Regions from separate parts of the Danio rerio genome. Here region 2 is linked to region 1. A link is a contact called in public Hi-C data. All regions are on one chromosome and are shown on one strand. Each heading gives the region's core, a stretch centred on a gene start, on an enhancer-like site or on the middle of the called end of the contact. The rest is flanking DNA. Distances are from core to core; before and after follow the strand shown.

Evidence for each region. Hi-C and Micro-C count contacts between places; a contact is called where the count stands out from the background.
Region 2: a Hi-C map of hematopoietic stem cells shows a contact between it and region 1, with 1.7 times the contacts expected there. The contact joins the promoter of usp40 here to the promoter of pglyrp2 in region 1. A contact is called at or near these places in 1 of 18 Hi-C or Micro-C datasets (hematopoietic stem cells) and 1 of 4 datasets of contacts at active chromatin or transcription factors (embryo).

Annotation. Positions count from the first base shown.
Region 1 is chr6:9,429,654-9,437,265 of GRCz12tu, reverse strand. pglyrp2 (peptidoglycan recognition protein 2) reads left to right here and starts at 3,419. Exons shown (of 5, transcript NM_001045166.1): 1 at 3,419-3,446; 2 at 4,783-5,601; 3 at 6,961-7,171. The coding sequence starts at 3,419. It overlaps myh11a (myosin, heavy chain 11a, smooth muscle), which reads left to right. Exons shown (of 41, transcript NM_001024448.1): 41 at 994-2,182. The coding sequence ends at 1,138.
Region 2 is chr6:9,583,877-9,591,488 of GRCz12tu, reverse strand. usp40 (ubiquitin specific peptidase 40) reads right to left here and starts at 2,219. Exons shown (of 31, transcript XM_001921318.9): 1 at 1,483-2,219; 2 at 437-504. The coding sequence starts at 1,672. tspeara (thrombospondin-type laminin G domain and EAR repeats a) reads right to left here. Exons shown (of 14, transcript XM_073953658.1): 12 at 5,844-6,022; 13 at 5,658-5,759; 14 at 3,753-4,365. The coding sequence ends at 4,212.

The DNA.
Region 1 (7,612 bases), core at 2,170-4,669:
ACAGCCAATGAGAGAGCAGGATACAGGTCAGTGGAGGAGTTATAGACCACAATATATATAAAAAATTAATTTACAATAACATTAAACAGAAACAAAGGAACATTTGCTTGATCAGTCAAAATTATTGATTGACTTCCACTTATTTTTTTCGGTTTGTTCAATGCATCACCCTAAACATTTCCTCCTCCACAATCTTCTTTTCATTTTGCCCCTTTGTTGTAAATCAGGGGTCACCAATCCTGGTCCTAGAGGGCCGGTGTCCCTGCAGGGTTTAGCTCCATCTTGCCTCAACACACCTGCCTGGATGTTTCAAGTATACCTAGTAAGACCCTGATTAGCTTGTTCAGGTGTGTTTGATTAGGGTTGGAGCTAAAATCTGCAGGACACCGGCCCTCCAAGAACAAGTTTGGTGACCACTTTTGTAAATCATTCAGCATTCAGTGCGTGGACCATTTGAATAGCAGATCATTTAAAATATTTATTGCAGGGAACAATTTCCAGTCTTGGATGTTAAGTGATCTTATCATTTCTCGTGTGTGTTTGTGAGCCAGACAGAGTGGTCAGCAATTGATTTGTAGTCATACAGTGTGTATCCTCCTGTCGCAGATCCATCATGCAGTATGAACACAGCAGCAACTGAACGCTACTCGAGATGAGTGTTTCCCAACCCTGTTCCTGGAGGCACATCAACAATACATATATTGGATGTCTCCCTTATTAGAACAGTTCATTTCAGGTTTTCAAGTCTCTTCAAATGTTCTGATGGTTTGATTCAGGAGTGTTTGAATAGGAAGAGGTTGACGTTTGTGTACTGTTGGTGTGCCTTTTGGAACGGTTTTTGTAATTGTTTTAGCTTATTTTAAATAAGTAGTTTAAACAAACAACATACATAATTTTTTAGAGTGTAACATCTAACACTGATGTACCAGGAACCAAGCAACCTAGAATGAAAGTCTTTCTATTTGCATGCTAAGATTTGTTGTGATATTTCAGGCGAGGCAATGAGACGTCATCCTTCAGCAGCACACCGAGACGCACTGGAGGAGGAGGCCGACGGGGAATCATCGACAGCTCGGATGCTGCGGAGGATGATGCCGACATGCAGAGCGATTACAACGGAACCAAATCTAATGAATAAACATCACCTTTCAAAATACCTTCTAGTCAAACAACCAAAGTCTACTTTTACATGGGTCATTATTTAGTTTCTAATATATTTGTTTGACCGCAACAAAGCACTGCGCTCTGACTTGGCATTTGGCCAGTCATGATTTCTATATTTTTATTTTATTTTATTAGCAGTTATAGTTTTGTTAGCTCATTTATCACAACCCCCAGTTTTTACATTGATCGTTGTGGCTGCAGACCTTCTAAAATTTCATCTAAACAAGTGTTTTGTTTATTAAAAACCTTCTTCTTAGTTAAAAACCTGGTGGTTTTTAGAGTTTACCTTCACTCAGATTTGAGGTAAATATCTTCTTTGTTTTATTCTTTAATGTCTCAACTGCAGGTAAATGACTGTTCACTGTTTTTACTGCATAATTTCCTGCACTTTTTCATTTATTTGCTATATATTCCTGAAATACAGCTTGCACAAGCAACAAAATGGATCGTTTTGAGGAATTCTGGAGGTCATCGATTTTTTTCTCCCAATTACCAGTGTGTCTTGGTGTCAAGTTTTTAGTTTTTAATTATTACTGTAGAGACACCGAGTACTTGTGGACGGTGAAATGAAATGTATTGATATTTACATAATATCAATGAAGGTATGTATCGTTCCCGAAAAGTAGTTATAAAATATAACATATGGAAATGTTACCTCTTTATCATACAGTCAGGTACCTTTGAAACCTCTGTAGTTTTTTTTATAGCATTTTATGTTCCCTCTGAATGTTTGCTTAAAGTATTTTCTTAAAAACGGTCAAATATTATGGTTATTATTTGCCTAAAAGTGTTTCAATATTTGTAACAGACTTGCAATTCAAATTCATGCAGTCGATTAGAGATCTTTTGACATAGAATGCCTGTAAAAGAACTTTGAAAATATATAAATATATATAAAGTTTTATTTTTCCAATACGTTCACTTGGCACAATTTAAAGTACATTGGGAATGCCATGTCATTGGATTTATTCACTTCCATCTAGTTATTTGTGAAACCACATGCACATGAAATAAAGTCTGAAAATAAATCTCTTGTATTCTTCTTTAAATTATGTTTACATGCCGAAATGCTGTTTTAAATTGATCTGTTTGGTTACATATTTATTTTTAAACTTATATCACATGTTTGAATTAAAAGTGATGCAAAATTATTGTTAAAATATGAAAATATTAACAAAAAGGCAAAATTGGTACATTACTTATAGTAATTTTGGCTAGCATAATACTCCTAGTAAATTGTACAGTATTAAAACAATATTTATGTATATGTCTGTATAAGCTTTACTGAATACCCACAATGTCACCATGTCTTTAAAAAAATAATACAAGGCATACATTCAACTGCTAATTATCTCAATTATATCAAATAAATATCTTGTCAGCCAGTCATCACAGCAACTATGCATTTATTTAATTCAATGTTACAGGGTTGCCAAGTCCGCTGTTTCCCCGCGGTATTTTGTACTTTTAACCACTTTCCACGTGTTATCTGTTTGATTGCATAGATTTTATTTATATGTTTGTGTTAAAATGTTTTACTTTACCAAATACTGATGTTAAGAGTGCTATAAAATGAACTAGGCTGTTGAAATAGAGTAAGCACAAGTGTGTGTGGTCCATGCATGGGTACTAAATGTGAAATGTGTGCTGCTGTGTCATATACTGTCCAGTTTTGTTGCAAATTTTTTATTTATTTATGAAAACAATGTTTGTAATTGCTAATATAAACAGTGATTTTCACAAATACAAGGATAAATAAGCCTTTTACGTATTGGCAGTAGAATATAGAGTTTTGTTATTGGGATAATTTTGCAAATGATCTAGTTTTGTTGCGAAAACCTGGCAACCCTGCGTCGTCAAAACAGTCTGCTAAGTTAAGACCACCTAGCTATGACCTTTACCTTCCTAATTTCCAGTAACTCGGTACGCATCATTAAACAACAAACAGAACAGCAGAACTGTGAGTCCCTGCCATTAAAAATCTATACTCCAGTTCACGAGGAAGACTTTTATCACTTCAGATATTTACTCAAATAATACATCGAACACATCGGAAACACCACAAACATTTTTGTCATGGCGGAATACCACACCTGAAATAACGGAATGGTAAATTGCAGAATTTGGACTGTCCCGCCTTTAGTGTTTCGCCATATGTATATGCTCATAGGCTACCGTACATTCAGACACTTTTAGAAGCAAATGGTAAGATTTAGTACTAATAATGACACCAGGTGCATTATGGATTATGGTCATGGCTGGAATATGCATGCAGAGCTCAGGTACGTACGCTATATTTAATTATTCAGATTTTCATGTCAATAATCTAATGACAAGTGTTAAATTTGGATTTGAAGACGGAACCTAATTGTTAAATGTTATTTTTGAACCATACTATGGTATAGTACAGTTGATTAAATCTGTTGTGGTGATTCTGTAATTGAAAACTATAGTAGCCTAATATAAACAAATGACGCATTACTGGGCTAGGTTTTCTACAATTATATTTTAAAATGAACCGGTGTCTTGTACTAAAACCTAAAGTACACTATAGTATTTTTTACCGTTTATAAGTTCACTAAATTAGTACTACAGTAAAATATGCGAAATAGATGTAATAATATACACTCACCGGCCATTTTATTAGGTACACCTTACTAGAACCGGGTTGGACCCCCTTTTGCCTTCAGAACTGCCTTTATCCTTCGTGGCATATATTCAACAAGAAATATTCCTCAGAGATTTTGGTCCATATTGACATGATAGCATCACGTGGTTGCTGCAGATTTGTCAGCCTCACATCCCTGATGCGAATCTCCTGTTCCACCACATCCCAAAAATGCTCTACTGGATTGAGAACTGGTGACTGTGGAGGCCATTTGAGTACAGTAAACTCATTGTCATGTTCAAGAAACAAGTCTGAGATGAGTCACGCTTTATGACATGACGCGTTATCCTGCTGGAAGTGACCATCAAAAGATGGGTGCACTGTGGTCATAAAGGGATGGACATGGTCAGCAACAATACTTAGTAGGTTTTACTATATTTTACTATAGTCTGGTTCAAAAACTATAGCATTTACTATGAAATTGGTAAATATACTTTTGTTTATTTATTTATTTTTTTTGTTTTTTTGCAGCGAGTATATTTATCTCAATAGCTATTTAGTAGCATTGTTTAATTAAGCTGATGTACTTTGTCCAAACATACATCGCCCCAAATTACTATAATTAAATAATTTACAAAAGATGAATTATTATGTGACCATCTGAGGTTTTAATACAGATAATAAGATCATGTTTTTATAGCGTTACATTACATTGTGAGGTTTTTTTCAGCACGAGTTTTTTAGCACCACAGTTGTTGATTCCAGTTGGTATATATTGGCATATGTTGAAATAAACATTAAACATTTTTTCATGTTATAAGCAAATACGCTGCACTTGTGTAAGGGGATTATCATAAATTATGTTTTATCATTAATATGATAACAAGCTACACCTACAGCAGGATCCCAATGCCAAACTCCAAAAAAAGTAACATTTATGATAATTCAACATGAAGGCAGTATTAATTGTGCTTTGATTATATTGAAATAATTCTTTATGTATTTTACAGCTGTGCATCTGAGAAACATGGAGCACTTTATTACTGCTGTTGCACATTTAGAACATTTAAACCCACAACTGAGTTCACTGGCTTTAGTGTCGAATCTATGCCAGATTGCAGACCAAACACACAATATCACTCACGGTTTTATGAGATCATCTAACAACGAAACTGAAACTCATCCGAAAATCAAAGAGCGGCTAAATATCAACCTCAATCTCTCTCATTTCTTCAGCCAAGCACTTCATCATTTTATAACAGCTGCTTATGAAGAAAAGGGAGTTGTTCTGACTCCCGATGGCACAACGGTTGCCCTCGCTCCCCTACTTTTAGGTCTTGAATCTGGACTACGAGCAGAAAACGACAGTAACCAGCCTAATGGATTCTACCTACATCCACTGGCCAGGACGTTAGGCTTGTCATTTCTTAACTCAACTCCAACTGTGAGACTTGGTGCAGAGGGTTGTTGGGACAGTGTATCTGCACCAATGGTTTTTACTCTCTCCAACTTTCCGTCTTTGGTCACTGATGCTGTGGTTCATGGTGGAATGGATGGAGCCATACTTGGGAAGCACCTTTCTGTTGTTAATTGCTCTAAAATGAATGTAAGCACACTGCTGAGGAGTTACTACTTAAGGACTGTGGAAGAGCTGGATGATGTTTTGGATCCTCATCTGAAAGGTCGATATCGCAGACAGAATTTTCAGAAGATCACAAGTTCTTCGCTGCTTCAAGAGAAGGTAGCTGGTGTACTCCCTAGTCAAGGGGACGCTGAGTTGGAGAGTCTTATAGCAAAAGGAATCAAAGAATTTGTGCTACGTTACATGGGTAAGTTAAGGTACTGTCTGTCAACTTGGTCAAGTTCTGAACTGCTTTACAGATAATTTACTCACCCCTTGTCATCCAAGATATTTTTGGCTTCATAGTCATAAAGAAAATATGTATTTTGAGCAGAACATTTCAGATTTTGTCCATGTAGTGAACTTTAAAGTAGGCTCATTTTACAAGTCCCTAATAGTTAAACAGTTGAGTTGAGTACCATTTTTGAATCCGATCATCCAATCTCCATGTTTGGCGGAATCACTTTTAGATCAATTTAGCATAAATCATTGAATCAGATTAGGCCATTAGCATCTCACTCAAATTGAAATATTGTTTTATAAGTTTCGATAATTTTCCTTTATTTTCTTCCAGAATGAGAGTATAGTTCCTATCCATATTGACCTAGAAAATAGCTAGAACCTTTTTTTTTATTGAGTGAGATTTAATCAGATTTATGCTAAGCTAAGCTAAGCTAAAAGTGCTCCTGCCAGATCTGGAGATCAGCTGATTGGGTTAAAATTTGTAAAACCCAACTGTTAAATTCTAAGGGAGTTGTAAAATTCATTAATTCATTCATTTTCTTGTCGGCTTAGTCCCTATATTAATCCGGGGTCGCCACAGCGGAACGAACCGCCAACCCATCCAGCAAGTTTCCACGCAGCGGATGCCCTTCCAGCCGCAACCCATCCCTGGGAAACATCCACACACACACTCATACACTACGGACAATTTAGCCTACCCGATTCACCTGTACCGCATGTCTTTGGACTGTTAGGGAAACCGGAGCACCCGGAGGAAACCCACGCAAAGGCAGGGAGAACATGCAAACTCCACACAGAAACACCAACTGAGCCGAGGTTCGAACCAGCTTCCCAGCGACCTTCTTTCTGTGAGGCGACAGCACTACCTACTGCATCACTGCCTCGCCCCGTTGTAAAGTTAGCTGAATAAAAAAATAAATAAAGTTCCTTTAATCTGGTTCTTTGCTGGTCGGGACTAGCACATGATCACAAGAAGTAGCAAGAACTTTACAAATGCAGTTTAAATGCAGACTTGAGAGCTTTAAATGATCACAGCTGAGAAACAAGGGTCTTACCTAGCAAAACTATCAGTCATTTTCTAAAAACGTATTTATTTTTTAATTTATATATATATATTTTTTTGGCAGTCGTCATGCTGTAGCATTTAAGCAGAAGAAAGAAAGAAAGAAAGAAAGAAAGAACGAAAGAAAGAACGAAAGAAAGAACGAAGTGAATTTCTGGGAAGACTGTGGGTTGAGTAAATTATCAGTAAAGTTTTGTTCAGAAAGTGAACTGATCTTTTAAACCACTAAATACCACATTGAGAAAAGTGTTCTTCCTACAGATTGCCCGAGCATCATTCCTAGATGTATATGGGGCGCAGCGCCACCTCAGGTTCCTCTTGAACTCCTCTCTCCACCAATGTCATTTCTGTACATTCACCACACAGCAATACCCAGCAAACCCTGTCTAAACCTTCAGACGTGCTCCCAAAACATGAGGGCAATGCAGCGTTTCCATCAGAAGGACCGGGGCTGGTATGACATCGGCTACAGGTACTATCATCTTGATATATATTTGAGACATATACTCTGTTCTAAATCAAATAATGCACTTTACAGTGTGACTTTCTTTTTAAGTAGGTCCACTTTTGTATGCCAGGGTTAGACTATACTCTCAAAAAATTATGAGTAACCCAACATTGGGTCAAATATAGACAAACTCAAAGTTTGTTTTTTTCAATAAATTTAAATTGCTCTTTTGAACCCATCGGTTGGGTTTGCCCGTGTTTGACCCAACACTGGGTTACAGCAACCCAGCATTTTTAGAGTGTGTACAAAATATTTATTTTTGGTTGGATCCACTTGACATATATGTCATGGTGATTAGTAAATGACAATGGCACAAAACCATGTGCATTATTCTAAATATAAATAGTGCAAGTAGTGTGTTAACACTGACAAATCCAGAATCAAAAAGTGTACTTTGAAGGGCAC
Region 2 (7,612 bases), core at 970-3,469, 160 kb before region 1:
AACCGTGAGACTAGTATAGGTTCACACCTCTAATATATATATAGCTTCTGCACTCTGAAAAGCAAAGACAAAACAGTCATGGGGTGCTTCTCTCAAAGAGGTTCAAGGTGAATGTTTATTAATATAAACTTTTAGATAAAAACGCATAACATTTTAAGGTACCAACCAGCTTTAGTACAATTTGTGTAATAATAAATAAATAATTTGAGGATCGATAGATCTGTCCTTTACAAAACATTTAGCGATCTTAGATCAATACATCCAGACATTTAATCTGATTCACAAACTTGTTTTAAGAACCAAATTAGCCAGAGATCAGTTATCAGGATTAAAAGATCCAGGATCTGCCAAATCATCTTAGATCATTTAAGCGAGGTATGAAGAACGGACCCCTGCTCCATTAAACACTTCCATTTATAAATGTTTATACACACACCTTTGCCTCCGGTTTGTCCTTGTCAGCCAGACATCCTAATTCATCCGGTCCGAGATGGAACAATTCCTCTGTCAGAGATAAATGTATGTTACAGACATTACTTCACCCATCGGTAAAAATACTGTCAGTCCCCTTTGATCAATTTCACTACACGAAAGTGTATGTGACAAATAAAGGCCTCATTTGATTTGGGCTATATATTGCACTTTTACTTGATTTGCTAGCATTGGTGTTTCAAAATTACCATTGCAAACTATTTGGAAAGGAAAAGACGGAAGATTTTTCACATTGGGGTAAAGCTAGTTTTATATTTGCACACTTGTTCATTTTTAAACAGTGACAATTTGTGACATGCTACATTGAATAATAGGTCTGAAATTGCTTGAAAGTGTGACTTCAAAAGGCGAGGCAGTGGAGCAGTAGGTAGTGCTGTCGCCTCACAGCAAGAAGGTCGCTGGGTCGAACCTCGGCTCAGTTGGCATTTCTGTGTGGAGTTTGCATGTTCTCCCTGCCTTCGCGTGGGTTTCCCCCACAGTCCAAAGACATGCAGTATAGGTGAATTTGGTAGGCTAAATTGTCCGTAGTGTATGAGTGTGAGTGTGTGTGTGTGTGTGTGTGTGTGTGTGTGTGTGTGTGTGTGAATGATTCCCAGAGATGGGATGCGGCTGGAAGGGCATCTGCTGCCGAAAAATGTGCTTTATAAGTTGGCGGTTCATTCCGTTGTGGCGACCCCGGATTAATAAAGGGACTAAGCCGACAAGAAAATGAATGAATGAATATGACTTCAAAACAACATAAGCACTATTTAATTGACTGTAAACAATGTTGTACTTTAATAGTCATTGGTTGCTAATATGATTTCTCTATTAGAATTTCCTAAAAAAACTTCTCTGAAATATATTTGGAAGGCGAAAGTCCAAACATGCGAATATAAAACCAACTTTACCTCAATATTCTTCACGAGTAAAATGATTAAATAATGACAGAATGTAAAATGTGGGGTGAACACTCTCTTAAACAGCATTGAAACATCTACTGAGTTTTACCCCTGAACTCGGGTGTGAAGAGCAGCGTCTGGATGAGTGAGTTGAGGTAACAGGTGCCGCCCTGATTCTTGATCCCGCAGAGTTTGATTTTCCCTCTCGGTGGAGGAGGCTCGCACTCTCTTCCCTTCACACCTGAACCAGGTGCAGAAGAAAAACCATCCCCGTCCTCTTCAAAAAGATCTCCAAACATGACCGCAGCTGTTTCGTAAAGCTCAGGATTGGCAAATCTCCTGTTTTCTGGTCTGAACCGAGTTTCGATTACTGCGAAAGGAAAGCGTTTCACCTCTTGCTATCTCATCTTGGTCTTCCCCAGCTCTCGATTAACGATCAATGGGCTCACTCTTGCATATGACGACTTCACAGGAATAAACATCGCTTTTTGAAAACAACCGAGAAACTAGATGCTCCTTTTTGCTCCGTTTAAGCTTCGTGAGGTTCCTCCAAATAAATCACAGGTGTCGTGAATAAATCTCAGTCCTTAAAGCGGAAAACAGAAATCTGAGAGGAGATGCAGTGCTTCCATGTTTCACCATTGAGGTTTAAAACAACAGCTTTATTTTCGTTGACAGCCGCGGTATTGGTGTCGTTGTATTAGACCGTCAACGTATGTATTAGGCAATATTTTAAACGCGAATCTCTCGTTCGAAAAATTAAATTTCTTTGATTTCAAATAATGAAAACTGAAATCTGAGTAGAAAACCATTTGTGTTTTTAGGACGCAGCCATGTTTGCTTGATGACATGTCCGGTCACAATGCATTGTGGTATTAGTAGTTTGTTATTACGACCGTCCTCATTTTCCCGTATTTGTTCTTTCTTGGGTCAAAGGGTTTTGGAGTTTTAAGATTAGATATGTAAAATAGATCTATGTGGTTAACACAGACTGTTCAGTCGTAATTTTATAGACCAAATTTGGTTTTATTATTGTAAAATATTAAAAGTTGGTTACCATTTGTATAATCAGGTACAAGTAGCCTGTCAAAAGCAAAACCTGTTTACTGTAGTTAAATGAATTTTATTAAATTTATTAACTATAAATAACATGTAGTTAAACCAAAGGTAATATGGAAATATATATATATATATATATATATATATATATATATATATATATATATATATATATATATATATATATATATATATATATATATAGGTAATATGGAAATATATAGGCTATATATAATTTACTTATTAATTTCAAAAGCATACAGTTAGGACACAAAATAGAGTCGAAATATGGGGCTGTTCCAGAAAGAAAATAGACACCTGGTCACCAATTACCATAGACCTTTTTTTTAAGTTGATATACAATTTCCTGAAAGTTTTTAGATGCTTTCTATAAGTGATATTTGGAAATGTTTGAAAATCTGGACTCTGAGGGTTAAAAAACACCTATTTATTTGTCCAAATTTAGTAGGCCTAGTTACAGTATAAGCTACTAATCAAAATTAAGTTTGGACATATTTACAGAAAACAAATGACCAAATATTTTAATGGAACATAATCTTTACTTCTTATTCTAAAGATTATTGGAATAAAAGAAAATCCATACAATTCTAGGTCTTTTACCAGTGGAGTTAAAAACTACAATTCCCATAATTCCACGCTCCTCAGCGTCATCAAGCTACGCTTTTGTTTTTGTTTAGTATGTGCGCCCTCTAGTGGTAAAACGTTATTATTAGCACTTCTTGTGGTTACTTTGCAAAATACACAAATTTAAATATACAATCTAAAAATATGTCACAATGCAAAAATGTGTTGATATTTCAGGAAGATGTTTCTTTAAATAAATTGGTGTAGCCTATATCTGTTATGTGCTACAACTGTGGAGAATATACATCAGCATTGCTTTGTTGCATGTAAACATTTATGTTTAGTTTTTAAACAAAACCTGCCCTTAATGAGACTTAATGAGAAGATTTAGTTCACAAACAGTAACAATAATTACAATATTGATATTAATTGACAATAATAAATCCTAAAATTTGGCATTAATAACTTACATTTCAAGCTATCAGCTGTAGGCACTAATTCAGAGGATCTCCTGTTTTTTTTTTTTTTGTTTTTTTTTTTGATCATTTTTATTAATTTCAGGGAATTGTTTATGAAATACACCTGAGTAAAAAAAAACACTTATTTTTCGAATTTAGCTAAGTTTTTTAAAATTGTGCTTAAGTAATGAAGTAAAAAATAATGATTAACTGTCCACACTCAAACAAATCTGTCCCTCCACCATTCAAAACATGTAATGTAAAACACAATCATGTATTGACAAAGTAAAATCGATTTATTGTAGTGCAAAGAACAAGAGGTAATATACAAATATTATACATATAAATAACATTATTACTTTATTTTACATATTTGGTTTAATCTGTAATTAATAAACATTGTATGGCGCTTTTTCCATAAAGGTTTTTACTCTATTCATGGTTTTTGTAAATTAAAGTTGCACAGAGCCTAGATGTTGCTGGACATCTAATGTTCAAAGATATTCATTGAAACCGAGATTCACAAAGTTTCCACTGAATATTTTTACGTAGATTGAGGTAGTTTTTAGAAAGTATATCAAACTCCAGATTCTGCCAGTTTGATTGACTTCGATGTGATTAAAAAGAGTTGGTCAAATTGTCGGTGGTTCAAAGGAGTCTAGAGTCAATGAATCAGTTCTGTTAACCTCTCTGGTTTATGATGGGAACATACAAAAGCTTAACAATGTTTGTGTCCTCAGTGGATCCTGAGCTTGAAGACTTTGGAAAGAGGAGCTTTGGCGCTAGAGTACATCAGATATGAACCTTCCGCGGAGGTGAAGAACTCCCAGTCGCTGCATCCGATGGTTGGTAACCGATGAACAGGGACAAAACCCTCATAGCCCTGCCATCTGTAGTTCATAACAACAAGAATCAAAATCTTCAATTTCACTGGGACGCCAACCTGATTTCACCAAGTAGGACATGTTCCTGTATTAACATCTATGTTGATCCTGAAACATCCTTTCAATCAGCCAATCAGAATTAAGGGATGTTTACTGTTTATATTAAGTCAAAAAAGGGGACTTTGGTTAAGTGTAAGCTTACGGTTAGGTTTATGCACTTCTACTAGAGTGTTATTTAACTATTATTCCCCTCTGATTTTGGGAGTAATTTACAGTTATGGTTGGTTTTAGGGGTCGGGAATAGGTATGGATTACATTTTCCAACAAAAATGATGTTCCAGGATTAACGTAGATGCTAATGCAGGATCGCATCGAACTTTGCAAAATCATGAAGTGCTTCTGTGTGATTTTCTTTACAGTTTACACTGCTGTATTAATAATCTTGACACAGATCTTAAAGCATTTTAAAAACTATTGAACTACTGGATATTTGACTATTGGAACTCTTGGAACTACTGGAAACATTCATGTTTAATTATTGTTAAACTGCTGTAAAATGCCTCAGTTAAATATTTTATTTATGTTTTTTTTTTGTATAAATCAGTTAATCCAGTCTGATCTCATGAGAAAATGTAAGTATTTTGCGTTTTGCCAGTTTATTGGCTAATTCGTACGTATTCGTATAAGTTCAGTCGTACGAAATTGTACGATTTTAAAAAGGAGGCGTGGCACCTAACCCCACCCCTAAACCCAACTGTCATTGGGGGATGAGCAAATCGTACTAAATTGTACGAATTAGATCGTACGAAATCACACGAATTAGCCACTAAATCAAAAAGTTACGAATTGCTGTGAGATTGTGTTGGTTAATCAACCTCAGTCCTGATCAAAACTACTAAATTGTTTAGAAAATTACAAGATTTTAACTCTTTAATTGCCAAATTCATAAATGATGTCACTGATTTGATGAAGAAACATACAAAATGACATATTTTTTATATAAAAAGTGTATTTGTTATGTTTTCATCCCAAACATAACAAAAGGGAAGTAAATTTGTCCAGAGTGTATTGTTTAGTTTTTAAAAAATTCAAAGCATTTTCTCAAAATATGTGTGCAAATAAAATTTGTCACCAAAAATCATTTTGCTAGCTGAAACACAGAAAAAGATTTACAAACAATTGAGGTAGAATAAATAGAGTAAATAAACCTTTAATATATGGCCTAATGTAATGTTTTGGCTAATCGTTGTAGGCAATGCAGAACAATGAAATCGTGACATGTATTTTTCAGTAATTACCTGTATATGACACTGTTCAAAGAGTAAGACGATCCATCATACGAGTTGGCTACGACTAAGAAATGTTCGTCTCCAACAGTAAAGAATTCCCAGTCCACCGCACTGCCAAATCAGAGGAAATCAAGTCAAAGCATGTGACTTATGATCGTCTCCCAACCCCAAAAGCACATTTGATTCAGGCTTTACCTGTATGTTACAATGTCTTGGAACTTGAGGAACATCTTGGTTGTCATATCAAGTTCATATATAGTTGAGTTGATGGTGTAGAGGCTCGGTCCTTTCTCGCACAGCATATGACCATTGGCAACTGCTAGGAAAACTCGGTTTCCGATCTGAAACATTTCCCAGTCTGTAGCTCCGAATGTCTGAAATTAACAGACATACATTGACATAAATAGATTGATTGGTGTGGTTTTCTAAAGCACTTATTCCACCATGGTTTTTATTGTTGTCCCTCAAATAAGTTTAAAAAAAGGTATGTGTAATCAAGAGGATTGTAACCTTTAAAATGAACGTATTTGTTTCTAGGGCTGGTCAATATGCCAAAAATCCAAGTTCATGATATAAATATTATCTATTAATCTATTAATATGATATGATATATAACTCATCTCGTATCCTGATAACAGTATTTATCATGATAGTACATTTTCTGTAAATTCAATCAATTAATAGTTTATATACATATTCTGTTATTCACCTTTCTGTTTGCATCCCCGTAATGGCGTGTAATATTGCACTCATAAAAATGGTGAAAGACTTTTACCATAAACAATGTATTTTTGACACCATGAAAAAGCTACAGAGCATAGTATGTAATTAGAGACTGTTTATTTTGTCTGTATATTATATATCATCATATTGTACAGTCCCAATCTCAGATGCAGAAAAACTAATTCATGGTTTTATGACTTCTAGGCCGGATTACTGTAATGGTCTGTTTGTCGGTTGCCCAGCATCCTCTATTAATAAATTTCAGTTTTTGCAAAATGCACCTGCCAGAGTTCTTACCAGGTAAAAAAAAAATATGAACATATCACCCCAATTTTATCATCCTGACACTGGCTGCCTGTTAAGTTCCGTATTGATTATTAAATTTTGCTTCTTACCTATAAAGCTTAAAAACAATCTAGCTCCTGTTTATCTAACCAACCTTCTGTCTTGCAATCCAACCCGCTCTTTAAGATCTGAAAACTCTTATAGTCTGGTACCCAGAATAACAAAGTCCACTATAGGAGGTTGAGCCTTCTAATATATGGCTCCTGAACTCTGGAATAGCCTTCCTGATAATGTCCAAGGCACCGACACACTCTCTCAGTACAAAACAAGATTAAAGACCCTTTCTTTTTAGTAAAGCATTATCTTTGCTTTGCATCACATAAATGTATGATGCATGAGTGTGCTCCTTGCAGGTGAGTGGGCTTGACAAACCACCTGTTGGACCCACTCTTCCTGTCCTAATATGCCAGGCATTTTGTTAGAAATGCTATGTTTCAGTATGTTTGTTTCTATGTGTTTATAGAACTCCTATTTTCATTTTTAGCACTTCATATGCAAATTCACAGAAAGCGAAGTAAAAAATTTTTCTTTGGTCTCTATTTCCACCTGGGAATGCCCATCTCGAGGGCTGTATAGAGATTGTACAGCACCACTGATGGAATCCAAGACCTGTGAAGGGATGCTGTCAACCATCGAGAACACATACACTTAATTCACAAATACACTTCATTAAACATGTACGCGTTGACATCACCTATATGCTATAAAACTGCAGGTTTTAACTATGTTTATATAATAATAACTTATATTTGATTGTAATTTATAACTTAATTAGACGGTAATGGAATAATGTGGATCTTTTGTAAAGCTGCTTTGAAACAATATTGTAGAAAGCAATATACAAATAAACTTGAATTGAATTCAATTTAACTAATTGTTTCCATGCTAGGCTATAG